Linked DNA regions of Sus scrofa: all the other regions are linked to region 2. Evidence: chromatin contacts called from public Hi-C and promoter capture Hi-C data. All regions are on one chromosome and are shown on one strand. The core of a region is the stretch at or near the end of the contact, and the rest is flanking DNA. Distances in the headings are between cores, read along the strand shown.

Region 1 (4,329 bases), core at 1,671-4,170, 500 kb before region 2:
TTTCATATAGCTTTACAGCCAACTCTCAGATCCTTTCAGTTTTCCATCTTAAGGATCAAAGTTTTCCTTGATTTCATGAAATCCAGTGGTTTGCAAATGCCAGGATAAAGGGCAACACTAGTTCACTTTAAGACTCAGGTGTTATTTGAGTTCCCCGGTGGCTCAGCAAGTTAAAAATGCAGCACTGGAGACAGTTTGGGGGGGTTGGGGGATGGAAATCCTATAAAATTGGATTGTGATGATCATCGTACAACTAAAAATGTAATAAGTTCACTGAGTAATAGAAAAAAAAAAATAGAATGCAGCACTGTCACATTTGATCCCAGAACCTGGGAACATCCACAAGCCACTAGCACAGAAAAAACAAACAAAAAAAACCAAAAAACAAAACAAAACACCCAACTAACCTCAGGTGTTACTTAGCCAGTCAACAAGACACTAAAAGCATAGGGAAATAACACCCACACTTCCTAAAAAAAAGTGTTATCATGTAAAGATAATGGTACAATAAACCCATGTAACCATCATCCAGCTACAATCAATCAGGATGTGACCATAAGGGAATGTCTGATTCCACAATTTTAGATTTCAAAGTTTACAACATGACTATTTATAGTGGATTTAGATTAAAATATTTCAGTCATATTTTGGATGCTGCTCTCCACCCGCCAACTGCAAATAAAATTCTTTTCTTCAATGGCAAACTGAATAAACTCTCCCTACGTATCGTCACTAAAACCGTTGTCCTTTTTTGGCCAGAAAAAAAAAAATTTATGTAAATCTCCACAAAGCCATCTAAAAACCTCTTATCCTAGAGATTTTAAATATTAAAAGGACAAACAACATATTATTAGCAAAAATTAACAAATTACCTCCCATCTAGCTCTCGGACAGCATCAGCTGCATCTCGGGGATCTTCAAATTCAACAAAAGCAAAGCCAGGAGGATTTCTAGCAACCCATACACTTCGGAGTGGTCCATAATAGCCAAAAGCTCGTTCCAATTCAGTCTTGTTACCATTGTTTCCCAGATTACCTACATAAACTTTACAGTCCAATGGACAGGAATCACGATGCATTTCTGTAACAAAAAAAAAAAAAAAAATCCAAAATATCATAACCCACACAGTAAAAAACAGATCCTTAGGAAAGAATTCAAAAACCGAAAAAAGGTAAAGGCACTACCCTTGAAACACCCCAATCGTTGCCAATAACCACCTGGAAGCCAAGCTGTGTAAGAAAATAAAAAAAAAAATCACCTCCCAGAGAAGTGGAGGGAGGAAACAGTAGGGGAGCATATGCCACAAAATGGGAACTGAGAGACTTAAACCTATTTCAGTTATCTGAAGGGGGGGGAGGAACAACTTTGAAAAGTAGGATTAAAAGCAAAACCTGGAGACTACAAAACAAAATGACAAGTGAAGACAAGACAGCAGTTAAGGCTAAACCACTAAAAAAGTGATAGTAATGTGCCTTCACAAGCCAAAACTTTACTCAAGCAGGACAAACTTGTTTTTTAAAAATATATATCTTGTTCTACCCTCAACAGCCGAAAGGTGTTAACCCAAATGTCCAGCAACAAAATGGAGAAGCAAAATTATTACCCATACAATGGAGTATTCAGGAACGAGTACCCATAAACATGGACAAAACGTGAAAGCATGCTAAGTTATAGATATCAGACAAAAAAAATACACGTAATACCATCCCATGTATGTGAAATATCCGAAACGGGTAAATCCAGAGACAGATTAGTAGCTACCAGGGGCTGCGGGAGAGAAAGGGGCAGGCCAAAAGGGTAGTGGCTGCTTAACAGTACAGGTCACCTTAGTGGGTATAATAAAATGCTTTAAAACTAGATAGAGGTGATAGTTACACAACATTGTGAAGGTATCGAATGCTTCTGAATCGTGCACTTTAAAATGAATGTTACATTAACTCCACCTCATGGGGAAAAAAATAGATTATTTGTTGTGCAAGAACTTAAGGCACTTTAGTTTACATTTGAAAAACCTTCAATACTAATAAAGCCGCCTCAGCAACGAATCTAATCAACTTGTAGATTACATACGAAAAGCAGCCTGTCCAAAAACTCAGCTTAAGGGCTTTTCATAAACACGTTATCCAATTAAAAAAAAAAAAAATACCCGCCCAGACACATCCTATTTGTGTGACCCCGCCCTGTGCCCAGAAGTTCCGAGACCAAACCCATTGTTGGTGAATTAATCTTTCCCAAAAACTTTACCCTGACCAGTTTTAATGCGAAGCAGCTATAAGAACAATACAGCTCAAGAAAGATCAGCTTAAAAAAAAATAGTTATTGGATTCAGGCTGTAAAAAGTGAAGTTAAAGTAACACGAAAATGAAAGAAAGTAGAGAAATCCTCAAATATGGATCGAAGGGTCCAGTCTTGAGTAGTGACTTGAAGAAAAAAAATCCTAAGCCGCTACTTAAGGAAACGTGGGCAAAAAGAAAAAAAAGGCGCCATAAATTGAATGGCCGCGATCTAGAGTACAACCGATTACCGATACCCCCTTTGCCTCAACTCGAGCAATCTCACTTCCCGATTCAGCCCCCCAGGGAAGGGTTATAAGCACCTCCACTTGGAAGCCTGGGTGCCTGCTCCGGGGGGCCGGGAGCCCCCTCCACCGCCCCGTGTTGAACGTCACAAAATGGCGGCAGCGTCTCTTTGTCTCAATCTGGCGCCGCCATTGGGCCTGGCCCCACCTCGGTCCTGTTAAGGCCCATTTCCCACCTCATTCCTTTAGTCGCTGGGTCTCTTACCGAGATCTTAGATTAGAAATGCGAAGACTCAAATCCACGCACCCGCGGCTGTCTCTTCCCACTCCCCTCCCGCCTGGCTCCAGCAGATACTCTCCCCGATCCGGCGTCCACGAAATGGCGGACCAACACCGTCTCCTCGCCTGTATTTATAAGCCATCCTGGAGTCACATGATTGGACGGGTTCGCCCAATGAGAGGCGAAGAAGACCGTGACGTAATGGCCACAAACGCTGCGAGAACCGCGGTTGCTGAGAGCCTTCTCTGGTTGTGCTGCCTCGTCGGTGGAGACGCGCGCAGCCGTCGTGCCTCAGGGCCAGAGCTCCCTCGGTGTAATTCTCCTGTTGCCGAGTTCTCCTCAGTCACCTCTCCCTCATCTCCAAATAGCCTATTAATAGGGATTTAATAACATCATCGCCGGTCACACCCAAACACTGATAGAGCCTTTTGCACCCAATAAGATTACAGTATAAAATGAGTTCATTAATTACTGCTCCGCATGAGCGGTTAGGCAGGAACTGAGACCATCACGTTTACAAACGTGCTTCGGAGTTGCTCCCAAGGTCACGGGGCTGTTTGTGAACCCGCTGTCACCACACTGTGCCCCTCCGGGTCCCACACTTGGGGAAAAGCCCAGTCACGGAAAGTCGGCCCAACTCTGGCTGGTCTGCCACCTCTCACCCAAACTGCACGATTTGGCAGAGACGATGGCGTCATCATTTTGGACTCTTGAAATGTTTAATAGAAACTCAAAGGCAAATGAGACGGGTCAGGCCATCCAGAAAGTATCGCATTTAGTAACAGTATAAAAGGAAGTTCCTGAGGAGATTGAATTCGGCACCCCTCTCCTCCGCAACGAATACCAGTCTGTCTTCTGGCAAAGGCTGTTGTACTGACCGGGGCTCAGAGGTGGGGGGTCTATGGTTCACTAACACCTTCCTCTCTGCTTTCCACTTCCTCTGAAAAGAACTGAGCCACGAAATTAACTATTGGGAGAGAAATACCAATGGTTTGTTAGAAAAATCACCAAGATCTTCCTCTCTGGAACAGTGAGTTCAGCTAAGAGGGTTGCCTGGTTTCCTCCCCTTTCAGTGGAGTCTGACTTACTAACGTATCTAAATCTGCTCTCAAGAAAAATAATAACTTGTATTTTTCCACCAGTAGCTGAAAGATATGCCAAACATTCACTGCTTTCCTTTTCCCAGATATTCTCTTATTGTGGCTCTAAGAAGTTTATCTATCCATGTGGGGTGGAGACACGACTTACTGTTTCTGAGTTTTCACACCTGTAAAAAACGAGGATTTCATACTGGCAAGGGAAGAGGGAGAATGGAAACTACATTTGTTGAGCCAAGCCCTGAGCTGGTCTTACCTGGGTTTTTCCCAGGTAGGAATTCTAGCAAAGCTTTTCTCTTCCTCTTCTTTCCTTCTCTAAATGTTTTTCTATTCTGGCTTACTTCTATTTGCTTTGATTTGCTCCTCTCTTCCTGTGTAAGCTTTTCTCCTCTTTTTATTTCCTTCTATCAAAGCAAAGCCATTGAAGTCAGACA
Region 2 (4,413 bases), core at 1,702-4,201:
GTTGTTTCTTTTCTTCCACCAATATGCTACATGTTATACCTTAAATACCCTTAGCAGAACTATTGCTAAAAACAAACTCGGCCTCCATGGAAAGACACACAAGGAACTTAAGAGTAATTGTCTCTGAGGAAAGGAATAGCATGATGGTAGAACAAGAAAGTAAAGGATACTTTCCACTATCCTTTTATAACTTTTGAATTTTATACTATGTGAATGTATCACCTACTTCTAAAAAACTGGGAGTTCCCTTCATGGCTCAGGAGTTAAAACCCTGACTAGGAGCCATGAGGATGCAAGTTGGATCCCTGGCCTTGCTCAGTGGGTTAAGGATCTGGCATTGCCGTGAGCTGCGGTGTAGGTGGCAGACTCAGCTTGGATCCCATGTTGCCATAGCTGTGGTATAGGCCTGCAGCTGTATCTCAGATTCGACCCCTAACCTGTTAGCCTGGGAACTTCCATATGCCGTGGGTGGGGCCCTAAAAAGCAAAAACAAACAAACAAACAAAAAACCTGTTTAACAAAATTACTTCCAAGTGTCACTTACTTATTGATGGCTTCTATAAACCAGAAAAGTATAGCACTGAAAAAATGTGAACTTCATTTTAACGGCACTTTGCTGTAAATCTGAATCTCCAGTGTCAAGACATAGCTAGTCACACCAAAGGCAGAGAAACCTTGCAAGCAGTTCTTAAACTCTTCATAACTGAGCTATTCTGCTGTATCACATCATTAAAGTTTAAACATTATTTGACAGAAAAACACAGTACTACAAAAATTAATGTGCCAAGTCAAGAATGAAAAATGGAGGTAAACTAATGAGCTACTAAAGGAGCAACGATCCAAAATCGTCTTCGAAAATTAGCAAATAAACAGCACACATATATGCATATGGTTAAATGCTGCAAATTCCCTTAAAATATAAACTGCCCTACTATAAAAATGGAAAAAAGATGTCAGGCATAGTGCCATCAGCAACATAACTCAAGCAGCCTGAACTAGAAAACGCAATATGATCTGTTGCTGGACACAATTGCACAATCTCAATTACCCAGAAGATTCTACCAAACAGGAAATTCATGCTGGGACTTTAAGAAACACAGGAATTATATTTAAAGATTAACGAGTCTAAAAGCCTGGAATTTGTGCCAAAACAAAAAATAATAAAAATAATCTTGTAGACCTCTTTTCAAATGATACATGCACAGGAATCACATGAATTAGCTTATGGTCAGGAGTTCTTACATTGCAGTAAATCTAAAATATAGTGTATAAGACCTGGGAAGTTAGAAAAGTTAGCGAAATAGTTCAGGTCCGGAAATGTTATGGTACCATTTAGTTTAAAACACATTCACAGCATGAATTAAGGCTGAAAAGTGTCTCTTCCTTCTTTTGCGATACATTCCATATCCTTATGAAAACCGTGGTGTACCTCAGGCTGTAAGTGTAGATAAGTTCCCTGCAAACTCTCTAAGGGACTTAAAAAGCCCAGTATTTCACAAGAATTATCACAATTTAAAAATATTTAAAATACCTCCCAATATTGTTAGTAACTTTTTGATCTTAAGGGCGTCCAACGGATCTGAATCTCACTTGCTCCAAAGGCGAAAATTGTTTTGTCCAACAATACTTAAATGAGCAGTGGTATGTGACTAATCAGTGAAGCCGCCAGCTTCTCAAGCTGCAGGGTGTTTGCAGGCACTACCACCCACCCCCAACTCTGCGAAAAGGAAATACGCTTTCAACTGAATCGGAAACACACCACTCAAGTTGGCACCGTGCTCACCGCGATAAAGTCGGTATTTTAAGCTCTGTGGATAGCTGCTAATTCAAGTGCGAATTCAAAAAGAACGCTTCTCCAAATGGGATTTCGACAAAGGTTTGCAAAAAAAGCCGGGACGGTACGTCCTTCGTCCTCAGTTTTGTTCAGATGACCGCAGTCTCCCTGGCGAGCTTTGCCCTTCTGTTCCTCCCGGCAGCTCCCGGGCTTGTCTGATCCAAGGGCAAGCTACGGCGCCCACAGTGGGCGCCCCTCGGGAGAGCCCCTCTGTTCGATGACAGCAGGGAGACCGCCAAAGAGGGCCCCCCTGTTCCTGCCCCCAGAGCAGCAACCACCCCACCCCACCCCCGACAAGGGAACGCGCAGGGTGCGAGCCAGCGCCGGGCTCCCAACACCACCGGGTACTCACTGCGGACCTCGTCCTACACACAGCTGACTACCTACGCGGGTGTGCTGAGTGAGGGGTCCCAAGGGTACAGGGAGTCCAGGACAGGGATCAAAGGGGCAGGGATGGCTTCCCCCCAGGGAAAATTCCTGCCGCTTGGTGCATTGCTGAGCCGTGGGGGCAGGCCTGGCTCTGGGGCATGAAGGGCTACCCAGCCCACCAAGGCCCCAGGCCCAGTGACACTTACCACACGGAGCCATAGGCGCCGGAGCCCACCGGGGACAGGTTCTGGTAACGCTCGGGTACCTCCCAGATTGTCTTGTTCAGCTCCTGCCGGTAGAACGTGGGCCTCTCCTGAGACATCTTCCAGCGGCGGCCGCGGGGCGAGGAGGTGGCCCTGCGGGGCCCCGCCTGCGCCCGCACCCGCTCCTCGGACCTCGGCGTCCGCCGGACCCTGCGGGGACCTAGAGCTGGCCACCCGCGCAGGTGCGGCTGCCGCGACCCTGACAACTCCCGCGCGCGCGGCCCCTGTCAGCCGCAGCAGCTGGACGCGCCTCGGCGACTGGGGCGAGCCCTGCTATGGGCAGGGGCGCGCTCCAGGGCTCAAAGCTGCGCCCACCACACTCTCCCTGCACCCGCTTCAGTCCAGGCCGACTCCGGTTTGCGCCGCGGGACTACCGCTCCAGCTGCAGCGCCCGCAGAGGTTCCAGTGGTCGCCGTTCCAGAGCCAGCGAACAGAAGCCTCCTGCCTTACTCTCGCGAGAACAGCTCCCGGGACTCTCCGCGAGCCGAGATTTTACCCAATATGGAACCTGCCTGTGGGCGGGGGTTGCTGAGGGGAGAGGACGGGAGGAGCAATTCTCGCGAGAAGAGAGCAACAGCTGGTCACCAGAGGCAGGAACTCCCGGGAACTGCTCTTCTTGAGGGCGCGAAGGCGGACCCAGGCAAGAGGTGGTCAAGCGGCGAACATTTGCCGCGTGCGCCCCACCGTGGTCGGCGGGGCAAATGCCTAGTTCCCCGGTGGAAAGCGACAGTGACTAATAGGGTGTCGGGAAAGAGCCAAAGGATCTTTGAACTACCACAGCAGCCGAGCACCCGCTTAGCGGAACCTCCAATTTCCAAGAAATATTGCATAAAAAAGAGGTTCTGGCCAGAAAGCCGTTGCAGTCTCATCTGCTCAAGGACATATGGCTTACTCTTCGGAATTCTGACGAAATCTGCCCCAAAGGTAAATATTAGCCCTGCATTAAGTTTGAGGTTTTCCACCCAAACTCTACTAGTAGTTCTCAACTTTCTATGTGCGGAGGAATCACCTTGGGAGTTTAAAAATGAAGAGTCTATGGATCCACAACGAGTTTAATTGGATAGGTCCGCGATGGGCACCAGGAATGTGCCTTTTTACAATATGCCCCAAGTAATTCAGATAAGTCCCTGGTATCTCCGTTTGAAAAGAATTTTTAACACCATTACTCTGAAGGTTTGAAACTGACTCTTACCTTGAAGAGTTTTCCAGGGAAGAGGATTGTAAACATTTAAATCGTGCCTCTCAGAGTAAGAACAGTGCAGAGTGGTCTTCTGGCAGTGTCCGGTTAGGCAAGTCAATTGACCTTTCCTAGACTTTGGTTCCAGTTTATGCAAAAGAGAATTCCTGCCCTACATTCCCTACTTAAAGCTAAACACAATAATAAATGTGAATGGGCAGAGGATTATAATCCCATAACTTCCCCTACTGTTGGCCTATTCCTATGCTAAACCTTGTTACAATAAGCAGGAGAATTGGACCCTATCTATTCTTAGTCATTTCTTTTTAGAAATAACTGGGTTCAAGCCACTAACCATGATTATTCTCTTTTGTGTTATATGCATCCTTGGAGTGCTCAGACTTTGTCTGTCTTGCCCCAACATTTAGCACAGTGCCTAGAACGTAAAAGTTCCCCCATAAATATTTGTTGAATAAATTATGAATAATGACATGGTCTCAATTTAAGAAGCAGAGCAGGATCCTCAGTTCTCCTCAAGGAAAAATAAAACTAAGCCCAAAACCAGGGTCATGAGTGATTTGTAGAAAGCTTTCTTTGGATTCAACATGGTTTGGCTCAGGTTCTCTTGCCTGTGAAGACATGTTGCTTAAAAATGTTCCAAGCTTTCTAAGAAGTAATGCGAGTTGAAGGAGGAAATGAGAGCAAAAATGCAACTGTAAAGAAATGAAGGGTGGGAGTGGGGAACCAAGGTGATGCGTGCATGGGTACAA
Region 3 (4,255 bases), core at 86-2,585, 330 kb before region 2:
ATTTAGGAATTTTTTTTTTTTTTTTTTTGTCTTTTGTCTTTTGTTGTTGTTGTTGTTGTTGCTATCTCTTGGGCCGCTTCCGTGGCATATGGAGATTCCCAGGCTAGGGTTTGAATCGGAGCTGTAGCCACCGGCCTACACCAGAGCCACAGCAATGCGGGATCCGAGCCGCGTCTGCAACCTACACCACAGCTCACGGCAACGCCGGATCGTTAACCCACTGAGCAAGGGCAGGGACCGAACCCGCAACCTCATGGTTCCTAGTCGGATTCGTTAACCACTGCACCACGACGGGAACTCCCCATTTAGGAATTTTATCCAGGGCTGATCTGGCTCTGATGCACTAACTGGAAAGGATAGCCTTTTCCTAATGGAAAGTTTACTCGAGAAATCAAATTAAGGTTAGAAGACTGCCTGATGAGTGTTGTTAAAACGTCAAGCCACCTAAGGCACCCAAAATGTCCAGGAACACACAACCCTTCACCCCACAGCTCCCTCTCCCCTAAATGGCCCAAGTTACAATAATAAAAATTTGTAGTAGCATTCTACACTGGAAAATGTGGGACATTTGAAAAATGATGAATCACCATTTTACTTGACGATTTCTCCCTCCTTGTTTTGTATAGCTGAGATAGCTGCTTATCACCTTTCTTTCAAAGTCATTTCTTTTCAATTCTTGCTTCTTTATCTAAAGCTTCAATACAGTCTTACAGTGCTTACTGTTCAATACAGTGGCCACTAGCCATATGCAGTTACTGGTCACCTGAAATGTGGCTGGTTTGAGTTGAGATGCATTGTTAAGTGTAAAATACATACCAGATTTGAAGACTTACATTAATGAAGGTGTAAAAGATTTCATTATTCATTTTTCACATTGATTACTTATTGAAATAACACTGAGTTTTATTTGGGGATATATTTAATTAAATAAAATATATCATTAAAATTAATCTCACCTATTCCTTTTCACTTTTTTGATGTAGCTACTAGAAAAATTAATGTTACATGTATAGTTCACATACTTTTACTGGCTAGTACTGATCATTGATCTAAGGTTCCTAAAGGCCTCCCCTGTCATTTTCTTCTTCTTCTTCTTTTTTTTTTGCTTTTTAGGGCTGCACCCTTGGCATATGGAAGTTCCCAGGCTAGGGACCAAATTGGAGCTGCAGCTGCCTGTCTAGGCCACAGCCATAGCAATGCGGGATCCGAGCTACATCTGCAACCTACACCACAGCTCATGGGCAATGCTGGATCCTTAACCCACTGAGCAAGGTCAGGGATTGAACCTGCATCCTCATAGATACTAGTTGGGTTCATAACCCTGATGAGCCACAATGGGACCTCCCTTCAATTGTTTTTCATAGTCTGACCTCTCTTATCCATTCCTTCCCTTTCCAGTAACTGCTTAGATTTGGAAGGTGAAATGGCAAGTCAAGCTGCGGCCAGCCTTTAAATAAGAGAACTAAGTGCACTGATAGACAATGAAAATCTTCAATTCTTCAACTTATTTGATGGGTGCTACAATACTAGAATAAAGGGCCGGGGGGGACTGGGCACAGGAGGATAGCTTTCATTAGTGTCTATAGAGATGGACCGTGTGTATACAGAGGATTAAAGAGGGAATACAAGACATCTGCGGAGGAGAACACACACAAATACACAAATAAGACAAAGAATGTGTTTCATTTCCATCCTTTCCTACCTGTCTAGTTTTTTAAATCTATTTTTCTTTTGGCTACAGTAATTTTTCTCTCTTCTTCTATGTGTACTAATTTAGACTGTTCACTTGATGGTATGTGGCTATTAAAAAGATGAAGAAAACTGCTGGGAGATGAGGATACTGGGTGGTGCAGCAAATCTAAAGACCAAAAAAACACAGAAAGACTTTCACTTAAGTTGAAGAAGATTGTAGAGAAAGATGACCCTGTTCCATTTTCCACCCAAATTCACTACCCTTTTCTATATGGGATAAAGCCTGCTTATGTTAGAACATCAGTGTTCATCTAACATATATACTGAGAAAAGGGGGAAAGCCTCTGAAAATTTATATCTTCCAACAGGGAAAAAACATGAAGAAAAAACATGATGCCATTGTTTGTGAACCTAAAGAATACTGAATCCCTCTCCCAAAGTAACAAATTGTTGCAAATCACTGTGGGTGAAATACAGTTTTCAGAAGGCTTACATGACTAGACTTGTCAGCTCCCAGCCAGTTCCAGCCATGTCAAGGAACCCAGGTAAGATATTATTTGTCTTAAACTAAGTTAAATATTCTACTTAGCATGTATTTTTCTTGGTATTGAGGACATAAAATTGGGCATTAAACAGAGTATTTAAACATTAACTGTGAGAAGGAGTGGTAAATCTATCCATCAAAGTTCTTCTGTGGTAAAAATCTAAAGCTGTCTTTGCTTCATGGTATAAATCTCTTAATATCTATTACCTCTGAATCACTGATGTGACAACTAATTAAGATGATTCCAAATCGGCTAAAATAGATCAAATTTATCTTTTAATAAAAACTCATCTTTAAATTTGACCCAAAAATCTCTGTATTGTTAAAGCAGGGAAAATTCAGTTTGGAGTCCTTCTTGATTTTTGTCACTATAGCAAAGAACATGAGAGAAAGATAAACTTGAAATTTTGTTTTGCAAAAATGTATGATTCCTAAATGTCCCAAAAATGTTAGGAAATTAAAGTGTTATGTTTTGAAAAACATTAAACATTCGGGTTAAATGTATGGGGTTTTGGTTTTAGACTTTTAGATTAAAAATATGCTAGACACCTGAAAGGAATTATTAAAACTAATCTCAAACTATTCTCCAATTTTAAAAGAATTACATGCCACTGAGAAAGCGGAAATTTCAAGGTCTCTTACCACCATGTCTAATACGGTATCCATTTTCTAAAAAGTACCTAATTGACTAAAATTTTGAATTTTCATCAGGGCGGGTGTCAACAATTATTTCTCAAAGCCCGAGACTTCTAGAACATATATTTTGTTCTTTTAAATTGAAACGTAACTCATACACCATAAAGTTCAAACTTTAAAGGAACACAATTCAGTGGTTTTTGTATGTTCACAAAGCTGTGCAATAGCCACCGCTATTCTAGAACTTGTATTTCGTGGTGAACCTTTTGCAATGTTTTCATTTCACTTTCATACCACTTAATCCTCACAGATCCTTCATGAAGCTGAGGTGCACGGTGGGCTCTTGCCACATCTACCCTCTAATGCTTTCCTAATTACACTTTCACCTCAAAAGCAGAAGCGAGGTGGAGAATTAATAATGCTACTACCTTTGAGTTAGAGAATTAACAGCTAACAACCTAATCTACGTGTTTCCTTGCCCGGAGTTCTGGTTTTACTATGTCCATAAAACCTTACTTGCGCCTCGCATTTTCGTCTGCTGCCCAACCAATGTGCATTCAAGGATTGCCAAACAGAAACGAGGGGACGCCCCCCAGTTAGGTGGCAGCAGACTCCTCCCACACCCCCCATTTCCTTCCCTCACTAGCTCACGGGGAAACAGCGCGTTTCTTCCCTTTTACTGTATCGCGGAAGAAGTGGGGAATGTGGAGACTGAGGCGGGGGCGATGTGAGAGGGACCGAGTTGTTAAAACGTCATGGAGAACCCTAAAGCCAGGGTAAGCTGAGGCTCCAGGCGGTAAACCCAACTGCTCAGTCTCCCGACCTCTCACTCAGGTCTGAAGGTAGGAATGAGCAATGCGCGCCACCGCGGGTGCGGGAGACCGCCTCCGGCTGAGCGCTGTGTGCACTTCTCATTGGTGACAGCCGCCCACGCGACCCTACTGCCAGCCCCGCCCCAAGCTCTTTTCCCGCCGGAGAGCTGGACTCCGAGCCTGCCCAGGTGCCAGGCACAGAGTACAGGACCCTGGGAAGCTCTCCTGCTGGGAACCTTAAAAATGGATGATGACAGATACACTGGATTACATGGATGGATGGATATATGATAGATAGGTAGATAGATAGACAGACAGATAGATAGATAGATATATACCCTAAATACTGCCCGAAGTAAAACTCTTACCTAGGAAGCTGATTATTGAGAAGGTCCCTTTCTCCTTTTAGTGGCTTTTTTGTCCAGGGTTGTGACACAGACTGTAAATGGACATCACAAGCTATTGTTGATTGAAAAGAGACTCGCTGAAGCCCAAATGTCTCTTACTTTGAGAACATCCACACTACACGTATGAACATAACTCCTTGAGGGAGGGAAAAAAAAAAACCCAT

The links. Promoter capture Hi-C pulls out the DNA fragments that hold promoters and counts their contacts. A called contact is a pair of places that touch in the nucleus more often than the background predicts.
Region 1: a contact with region 2 is called in a Hi-C map of liver, with 3 times the contacts expected there. The contact joins the promoter of SRSF3 here to the promoter of SLC26A8 in region 2. A contact is called at or near these places in 1 of 5 promoter capture datasets (fetal liver), 2 of 47 Hi-C or Micro-C datasets (embryonic fibroblasts and liver) and 1 of 2 datasets of contacts at active chromatin or transcription factors (alveolar macrophages).
Region 3: a promoter capture Hi-C map of fetal liver shows a contact between it and region 2, with 2.7 times the contacts expected there. The contact joins the promoter of PXT1 here to the promoter of SLC26A8 in region 2. A contact is called at or near these places in 1 of 5 promoter capture datasets (fetal liver) and 1 of 47 Hi-C or Micro-C datasets (embryonic fibroblasts).

The regions. Positions count from the first base shown.
Region 1 is chr7:32,288,055-32,292,383 of Sscrofa11.1, reverse strand. It overlaps SRSF3 (serine/arginine-rich splicing factor 3), which reads right to left and starts at 2,920. Exons shown (of 6, transcript XM_021098646.1): 1 at 2,784-2,920; 2 at 873-1,080. The coding sequence starts at 1,078.
Region 2 is chr7:31,790,158-31,794,570 of Sscrofa11.1, reverse strand. It overlaps SLC26A8 (testis anion transporter 1), which reads left to right and starts at 2,951. Exons shown (of 21, transcript XM_003356617.4): 1 at 2,951-3,390. The coding sequence starts at 2,968. It overlaps MAPK14 (mitogen-activated protein kinase 14), which reads right to left and starts at 3,173. Exons shown (of 12, transcript XM_003356615.4): 1 at 2,410-3,173. The coding sequence starts at 2,525.
Region 3 is chr7:32,122,913-32,127,167 of Sscrofa11.1, reverse strand. It overlaps PXT1 (peroxisomal testis-specific protein 1), which reads left to right and starts at 1,335. Exons shown (of 4, transcript XM_013977855.2): 1 at 1,335-2,109; 2 at 2,112-2,237. The coding sequence starts at 2,070.